Linked DNA regions of Zea mays: region 1 is linked to region 2. Evidence: chromatin contacts called from public Hi-C data. All regions are on one chromosome and are shown on one strand. Each heading gives the region's core, a stretch centred on a gene start, on an enhancer-like site or on the middle of the called end of the contact. The rest is flanking DNA. Distances are from core to core; before and after follow the strand shown. Region 1 has its middle 27 kb from the start of LOC100384836. Region 2 holds the start of LOC100283598.

Region 1 (4,102 bases), core at 1,165-3,664, 42 kb after region 2:
TCCGGTGTACACCGGACAGTCCGGTGAATTATAGCGGAGCGTCTCTGAGTTTTCCCGAAGGTGAAGAGTTTGGCTTGGAGTCCCCTGGTGCACCGGACACTGTCCGGTGGCACACCGGACAGTCCGGTGCGCCAGACCAGGGCATACTTCGGTTACCCCTTGCTCTCTTTGTTGAACCCAATTCTTGGTCTTTTTTATTGGCTAAGTGTGAACCTTTGTCACCTGTATAACTTATACACTAGAGCAAACTAGTTAGTCCAATTTATTTGTGTTGGGCAATTCAACCACCAAAATCATTTAGGAACTAGGTGTAAGCCTAATTCCCTTTCAGCGCGCCCGGACATGAGGAGGGCGAGAGGCGGTCGATGCGCTAGCACATACAAGACAGCGGTCAAGAGCAACGTGGCGCCTCCTGATTGGTCTACGTGTGTTAGTCGTTGCAACTAACATTTTTTGACTGTTTGGAGTCCATAAAATGCAAAAAACCCCACAAGTTTCATATCTAATCCCTCTATAAATACTCCTACCCGAGTGGAGCTCATTCCGCAGACCATTCTATCTTATATCTTTCTTTCGAACTTCCCTCTCTTCACATAATATCGAGTTGGTCCCCCGATATCATCTCATGTAATTTTATTTTAATTATTATGTACTTTGTAATTTTTAATTCTATAAAAATATTATTTTGTGTTAATTAATTATGAAATAGAAAATTAATGTATCTATAGACTGAAATTGTAGCCGGCTACGATTGTAGCTTGCTACAGGTTATACACTAGAGTAACAAGAGGAGAGTGGAATCTAAAGCTAGCGTGACATTGGCGAGAGTGACAGTGCACTCGAACCAGCCTTAGCGCCCGAATTTTTTGCATTTTAACCCTTCCTCGAAAATAATATCATGTTTGGACCCTAAAAAATTTTAATGTCATTTTTGGACCCTTTGCTCGGCGCCATAGCCTATGGCGCCGAGGTAACACAGCTCGGCGCCATAGGCTATGGCGCCGAGGTAGCTGCTACGCTGGCCCAAACGGACGACGTGGCGCTGACGTGGTACCGAGCTCGGCGCCATAGATCTTGGCGCCGAGCTCGGTTCTGTACGCAAAGGTTGTCTAGCTCAGTGGTAGAGCGTAAGACTCTTAACCTTGTGGTTTTGGGTTCGAGCCCCATGGTGGGTGTTTTTTTGTCTTTGTCACTAATTTATTTTTTTGTTGTCTATATTTTCGTTTATGTCGCTCATTTGTCCGCCCAGATTTATTTCTCATCTAAATTTTTTGTTTTTGTGACTGATTTGTTTATTCATCTAGATATTTTTTGTTTTTGTTTAACGCAATGGCTATATATATATATATATATATATATATATATATATATATATATATATATATATATATATATCACCGTCAAATGAAAGCAATCAAAGTAGTTCAGCTAATTTTTTTATTTTCTTGTAAAATCATCTGAACACAATAGGGACCATCGCTTGCGTTCCTTGAAGTTGTCCAGGTAGTCCTGTTCGATGCAGCGCTAGCTCTGCTCAGTGGGTAAGCAAGAACACAGCAGAAAAGGAGAGAGGATCACGTGGTATGCACGGATCGGAGTGGTGGTGCTTACGAGAAGCATCGTGTCAAGTTTACGCAACGCTGGAGTGTTCGCCTGGAGATCCCGTCTCTGCTGCGTGCCCATAAGCTGTGTTTGACGAGCAAAAGAGAGTGTTACCGCCGCCCGGGCTGGTAGAACCGGAGATGAAGAAGATGGAGACCAAGAATAAAATTTGTGATTTTTATAAGACAACAAAAAAATAAATTAGTGACAAAGACAAAAAAACACCCACCGTGGGGCTCGAACCCACAACCACAAGATTAAGAATCTTACGCTCTACCAACTGAGCTAGAGGACCTTTGTGTACAAAACCGAGCTCGGTGCCAAGATCTATGGCGCCGAGCTCGGTACCACGTCAGCGCCACGTCATCCGTTTGGGCCAGCGTAGCAGCTACCTCGGCGCCATAGCCTATGGCGCCGAGCTGTGTTACCTCGGCGCCATAGGCTATGGCGCCGAGCAAAGGGTCCAAAAATGACATTAAATTTTTTTAGGGTCTAAACGTGATATTGTTTTCGAGGAAGGGTTAAAATGCAAAAAATTCGGCCTTAGCGCACGGTATCACCAGTTCACCACGGCATCATTCATGGAACAGCTACCGCGTACCGCTAAGTACCGAATGACCCGTAATGATGAAATCCGAATACCTGTGAGGGGCTACACGCAAAACACGCCAGCTCAGCAGCATCAGTCCAACTCCAGGCTCCGGCTCCGGCTCCAGCTCCAGCTTCCACCAAAAGGTTACAGATACACATACACCGCGTCTACCACGTGCGTCGCCAGTGCCAGGTGGGTGTAGGGGTCCACGACTGGTCAACAACAGTCAGTCACTGTTGGGAATGCACGGTGCACCAGGCCCAGCCAGCGAGTTGCTGGCCCTGGGTCGGGGACATCGAAGTTGCGATGGGACGCCGAGGTGGGCCCAGACGACAGGCGCCACAAGAGGCCTACGGCGAAATCAGCTCCCTACAGTCTCTAGGGGCTAGGGCTATGATCTAGCCTGTGGCTGCCATGCCTTCGTCAGATCAATCAGCCTAATCTAGAAGGACGGACATGATTTGACGAAGAACTGGATTTATTACTCCTACTAGTACTCCACGAGTAGTAATTAAGAAAACTGCACGTGTGGCTTCGCCAATCCACTGACCCAAAGACAGAGGATCAGAATAATTTTATATATACTTTCGTTCTTAAATAACCAATTCATTAAATTAACCCAAATAAAACTAACTTAGGGCTGATTTGGTGCTAAGGGATCCCAAAGGGATCCATGGGGGATGAATCCCCTTGTTATTCAAAATTGAATTGCAAGTGAATTTCTCCCATGGATCCCGTTGGGATCCCTTACCATCAAATCAGTCTAAATAGGGACAAAAATATTGTATAAATAGTAGAAGTCACTACTGATTAAAACCAAACAAACATATTGATGCCAGTATTCGTATGTGAACATCAACCATAGAGAACGTACGATATTGCAATTCGACGACCGGAATCTCTCTAAATAATGCGTGCAATCTATCACGTCAATATCTTCGTTCAAAAAAAAAAATCTATCACGTCAATATCCTAAGCCAGCTGTTGGGGACCTTCGGCGTCCGAAGGTACTCAAAAACAGGATTTAACAGTATTTCTGCAGTACAATGTTTGAACAGGTATCCTCGGACTAAAGTCGGCATTGCAGTAGACCGAAATAATACGAAGGTAGATACAGAGCCGAAGGTGCGAGCAGGAAAGCTTCGGCGCGACAGCAAAGAGTGGAACCGACTTAAAGATGAAAAGGCTATTCAGACCTCGATAGACTACTATAGAGTTATTATCAAATGTAAAGGGCATGAATGTAATTTTGTAAGGGCTGTGTCTCGTGTCTATAAATAGGTGAACAGTATCCCCGTACTGTTCACGCTGACTTGGCATTCACTTTTTGCGTCACGCCTGTATTGTCATCCCTTCTCGACTAAAGGTATACTTGTAATTCAATAATGTTTCCGTTTATGCTTGATAATAATAAATAATCGTCCATATTGTCTTTTACATCCTTTAGATTTTCTCCTTCGTCATTGTTTAATGAATTTATGAAGGTATGTCCTTCATAACCTTCGTCCGTAAACCATTATATCCTAAGGGAAATAATGCTTCGGAGGACGAAGGACTTTAACGATTAACATTTTCTATGTTGCCTTGTTCTTAACTCATAGCACTTGAGAACAAGTCCCCAACATTGGCGCCCACCTCCGGTGAACTCACTTCCATTTCTTGAGCTTTTCAACACCTTCGGCAAGCATCACCTTCGTCATGCCGCCGAAGAAGGCTTCAGCACCAGGGGCTGGCACGCTGCAGCCGCTGGACCCCAATCAAGACGTCCTTTCTCTTAGAGAGGCACGAAGCCAGAAGAGGAAGGCTACCAGTCCAACACCTCCGGAGGATGATCTAGATCAGGAGATTCAAAATCTGGAAATCCTTCAGCAGCAGGTTCAACGCAAGAAGGAGAAGATGGCCAGGCTA
Region 2 (4,360 bases), core at 1,011-3,510:
GAAAAAATTCCTACAGATTGTAAGAAATCATTCTTTCAACATGAAAGTTCTGAGGACCTCGCACTTAGAACTAAATATTTCAAGTAGCTGATCTTGTGTAATGGAGGGGATTTTAGTTGGATTACAGAATTCAACAGTTCTTTTGCCAGTGCATAACTTATAAAAACTATCATGGAAAACTAATACAACTGTAGTTCCTAGGATTTACTGCCAGTTATGCATATTTGAGAAACTGGTCAGGCTGGAATAAGGTCAGACTCCACCTAATAGAAACATAATCATGCACCTATGTTGAGAGTGCAAAAATAAGTACATAAACATGTTGCATGTCCACCTAGCAAACAACATTAAGTAAAGAAGCATGTCCCATGCCCACCAAAGGTTCACATTTATGTCAAGGAAATACAACAGTTATATGTCTGGTATACTAAGTAGGTGAACGTGTTAACTATGTCAAATGGTGGCAAGTGCATTACAATTACAATGCTACTACAATATGACTGTTTTTTCTTAACCTGTCTTATTTCTATGCTAAAGCTGAACTCAGAAGGAGACATTAGAGAGCACCACATCACACAGTTTCATCACTACTATTGGTATGCATATAACCTTAGTTAAGAAGGCCTGAAATTCTAGGTATGTGACACAATCCAACACCAAACAAAGCCCATATAAGAAAACTCATATAAGGCTATTCCAACCTCCCTCTGGCACTTATATACTATGCTTGCACAGCATTGAACCATTTGATTTGCATTCACTTACTTTTTTTGAGCCGTCAAGAGTACTTTTTAAAAAATAATGGAACAAGGTTCCAGCCTGTGTTCTAGAGTACTCGAAATATTTTAACTAAAAGCAGGCTGACTAGCATCACACCATATAAGAAAAGTGCAAAACGAAGCGAATGCATTTATAAGCAATAACCAGAGGAACAACAAATATTGTGTAACACTTCTCTTGTGTGTAGATATTCCAGGAATCTAGACATATTCATATGAAAAGTACATGCTTTTTTGACAGACATGTGAAATCAACATGTTCAGGGTCTATTTATGTTTGCTAGTTGATACAGCAACAAATCATAAAAAATACGCTAGATTACAGTAGAGAAATAGGACTATCTACCTGCCCAATGCATTGTCCAACCCAGGGGCAATGATGGTCAAAGCGCTCTACACAATTGTTGCATATCGAACAGTGTGAGCATCGAGGAGGCCGATAAATCATGCAGGTGTCACAATACTTCACTTTCACAGGCATCCCATTAACCAGTACTTCCTTTACACGGGGGAATTGTAGCCTCCCAGGCGTGCCCCCAGACAAAGCGTTGCCATAAGAAAACTCATCCTCCGGCGGGTGGGCTGCGCGGGGAACGATCCCAGGATCCTGCGCTGATGTAATCAAGAGCAGGACTAGCACCTACACAGAAGGAAAACAATGATCCGTGCTCAGCCAAGAGCATATCGCGAATGCTAACTGATCGATACCAGCAGGAATCAGCACACAGAACTCACATAAATCATAAACACTACAGCTACCGCAGGAATCGCATATCCAGCATTGTAAGCCGGGAAGTGGTGGCGAAGATGCCGAGCAACGAATCCGCAGAAGACCAATACCGGGGCCACAATGAGCGAAACAGACAGGATCAGTGACTTGGCGTCAGGTCCGAATATGAGCCTCCCACCAAAGAAGAATTTCTGCAGACAGCGAACGAACTACGTCAGAATGCAGTAGGGCCGCACATTGACAGTTCCACACACACACACACACACACACACACACAGGTTCACAGGACAGCAAACAAGATAACATGAGCCACGCATCCCACGCAATCTACTGTTCATGTTCGTGCCTGGAATCGCCGAGAACGATAAAGTATTAAACAGCACGCTGGCATAATAAGTACAGACCAGACGCGAACCAACTCTACCAAAACGACCCCGTACAGCAAGAAGCGGAAGCGGAATTCCCCACGAAAGAACCGAACAGTGCAACCCAGATTCCCGGTTCAAGAACTAATAAGATGAAGCGAGGGGGGCAGGGGAAAGAGAGGGCAGGATCTTTACATTGTTCCCTTTCCAAGCCTCATACACGCGCTGCGGGCGCGCCATGGGTGGGCGGGTGGTCCGGCTACGGCTCCGGTCAGCGCGGCCTCATCCGAGGCAGCGTCACCCAGCCCAGACCCGGCGGCGAGCAGGAAGGAGTCGACACGCGCACGAGGAAAGGGCGATTTTGAAAAAGGAAAAGCGGAGGAATCGTTGAGCCAGGGCAGAGGAAGCGGCGAGGCCGAGCACAGCAGGGAAAGGGAAGCAAACGCTGCTCGCGTCGCCTTTGTACGTGGTGGGACGGGGAGGTGAGGTGTAAAATGAAAAGCTTTTCTTTTTTAACGGAAAAAATGAGTAAGATATTACGAGATACAAGCTGGCAGCGGCGGCCGGACAAGAGGGGGACTCAGTTTCAGTGTTATTGCACATGACACCTTGTCTTTTAGGGAAATAAACAAATGCGCATGTATGTAAACAGTTACCCTTCTTTTAGCAAGGAAACGCTCATATCGTCAATCTTAGAAGATTATATTTTGACAATAATTAGCAAATATCTTCATACGTTACAACGGTAATTTGTTATGTCATACTCGTACTATTAATGAGCTAGCTATTTTCATAAAATTAAAATTTAAATAAGCTTAGCCCAAACATAACGGGTGCCTGAAGGATGCGGTGGCTAAAAGCCCGAGGTATCGGGGCGGGGGCTTAGGCTTAGGTCCTCATCAGGATTGAAGGGGCCTCTGCGACACCAGTTGTTCTATGTCTAGCCCCCTCTGTATTCTCTTTCTTTTTTCTGGATTGGGCGTGCTACGCGCTCTTCTACCAAGCCCTAGGCGCCGACAGAGCGAGGTTCGTTCCGTGCCTTTCTCGGATCCGGGCGGCTGCCCCAGCATGGCGTCGTTCCTCGATGGCATGAATGTGGTGCATCGGTCAACCCTAAGTTCCTAATGTTGTGATGTAGAAGATTCGACCTGCTGGCTGCTGCCAAACTGCGAGTTTGAGGAAGCCCCAAATTCCTTGGTGGGTCCTTTGTTCGCTTGGAGTTTTCGCCTCGAGGAGTTTGTCCAAAAGCGTTGTGGCGGCACGACGTTCTAGCTTGCTCGGGGAAATCGCGGTGAGCCAACCCCACTGTAGGTCAAGCGGCGGCAGCGGGCGCTAAACGCTATGGCGTGTGTTGGCCAAAAACTACGTCGCAGTCACACCGTTCGACGTCGTGGCAGCCCCACCTCCTGGTTATGGAACCTCGACCGCCCTTAGTGAAGCCTTGTCCCGAGGACAGTTCCTGGGATAACAGGTCGAATCGAAGCAGGGCGGAAGTTACGGTGTATATCGCAGCACTAGTGGGGCCTCCTCTAGGTTCTCCATAAGAAGAGGGGTCCCCTACCGAGGTGACCATGAGGCACTCCTAGGTCCAGTCGCGACCAATCCCACTTGACATGGGAACCAGTTCGCTTTCTGACTCTGGCGAGAGGAGGTCGCGAAATAGACCCTAGATGGGGCCTAGCATACCCGCGACCTCGGCGAAAGCGGGTTGTGGCACGCGCCGTTGCTGGTCGCCACCTCCTGAAGGACCGAGCCACAGGTAGCCAAACCCTTCGATGACGTCGAGTGATTTGCTCATCCAGGGAACCAGGGCTTTCGAGGCCCGACCCATTGTTTCCTTACTACCGACAATGAAATCAAGATTCCCAAAACTGATGGTTGTTCCGGGAGTCCTGACCATGTCAACGTCGTTGCCAGCCATTAGGAGCTTTGAAGAACATCGTCGTGGAACGTGCAAGTCCCCAACCTGGCAAGCCAACTGTCGGTGTTTCAAACCTCGCTTCGACAAGTAGATTTATTGTTCGTGTTCCGGGCTCCGGACGGTGTGCGCGGTGGGCGCAAGGTTTAGACTGGTTTGGGCAGAATGTCCCTACATCCAATCATCAACGGTTTGCGCTACCGATACCATTGATGATCGAAGCTCGTAATAGGGGTTACAAGCAGTGCGAGAGAGTGAGGAGAGGCTCCGAAGTCGCTTGTTCGTGGTTGAGGTGGTTAAAAGGTTGAGTCCTAGCTAAGTCTTAGCTTGGCGACGAGGCTCCAGCATCGGGGTCCTCCTCCTGTTCGTCGATCTTCTAGGCGTCGTCTCGTCTGGTGTTCGTCCTTGCGTCGTCCGTCCGAAAGGAAGTTCCCGTGTTCGGGGGGTGGCCTCCTCCTTTTATAGGCTAAGGAGGGGGGTCGACCCGTGGTGGCTTCTTTGGGAATGAGCTACCAGGCGATGGTAAAACTGGGCGTCTTACCATGGGTTAAAGCCACATGTGCCTGCG

The links. Hi-C and Micro-C count contacts between places; a contact is called where the count stands out from the background.
Region 1: a contact with region 2 is called in a Hi-C map of endosperm, with 2.3 times the contacts expected there. The contact joins the enhancer-like site here to the promoter of LOC100283598 in region 2. A contact is called at or near these places in 5 of 25 Hi-C or Micro-C datasets (ear, endosperm, leaf and 2 more).

What each region holds. Positions count from the first base shown.
Region 1 is chr6:161,474,422-161,478,523 of Zm-B73-REFERENCE-NAM-5.0, forward strand. No RefSeq gene overlaps it. Among protein-coding and RNA genes, the nearest start is that of LOC100384836, 27 kb to the right of the region's middle. Within about 2 kb of position 2,415, at least 19 of the 20 cell types and tissues checked have an H3K27ac peak or open chromatin away from gene starts, as enhancers often do. A contact at or near this core is called in ear, endosperm, leaf and 2 more, where this site is marked.
Region 2 is chr6:161,432,487-161,436,846 of Zm-B73-REFERENCE-NAM-5.0, forward strand. LOC100283598 reads right to left here and starts at 2,261. Exons shown (of 5, transcript NM_001371952.1): 1 at 2,070-2,261; 2 at 1,515-1,700; 3 at 1,126-1,419. The coding sequence starts at 2,114.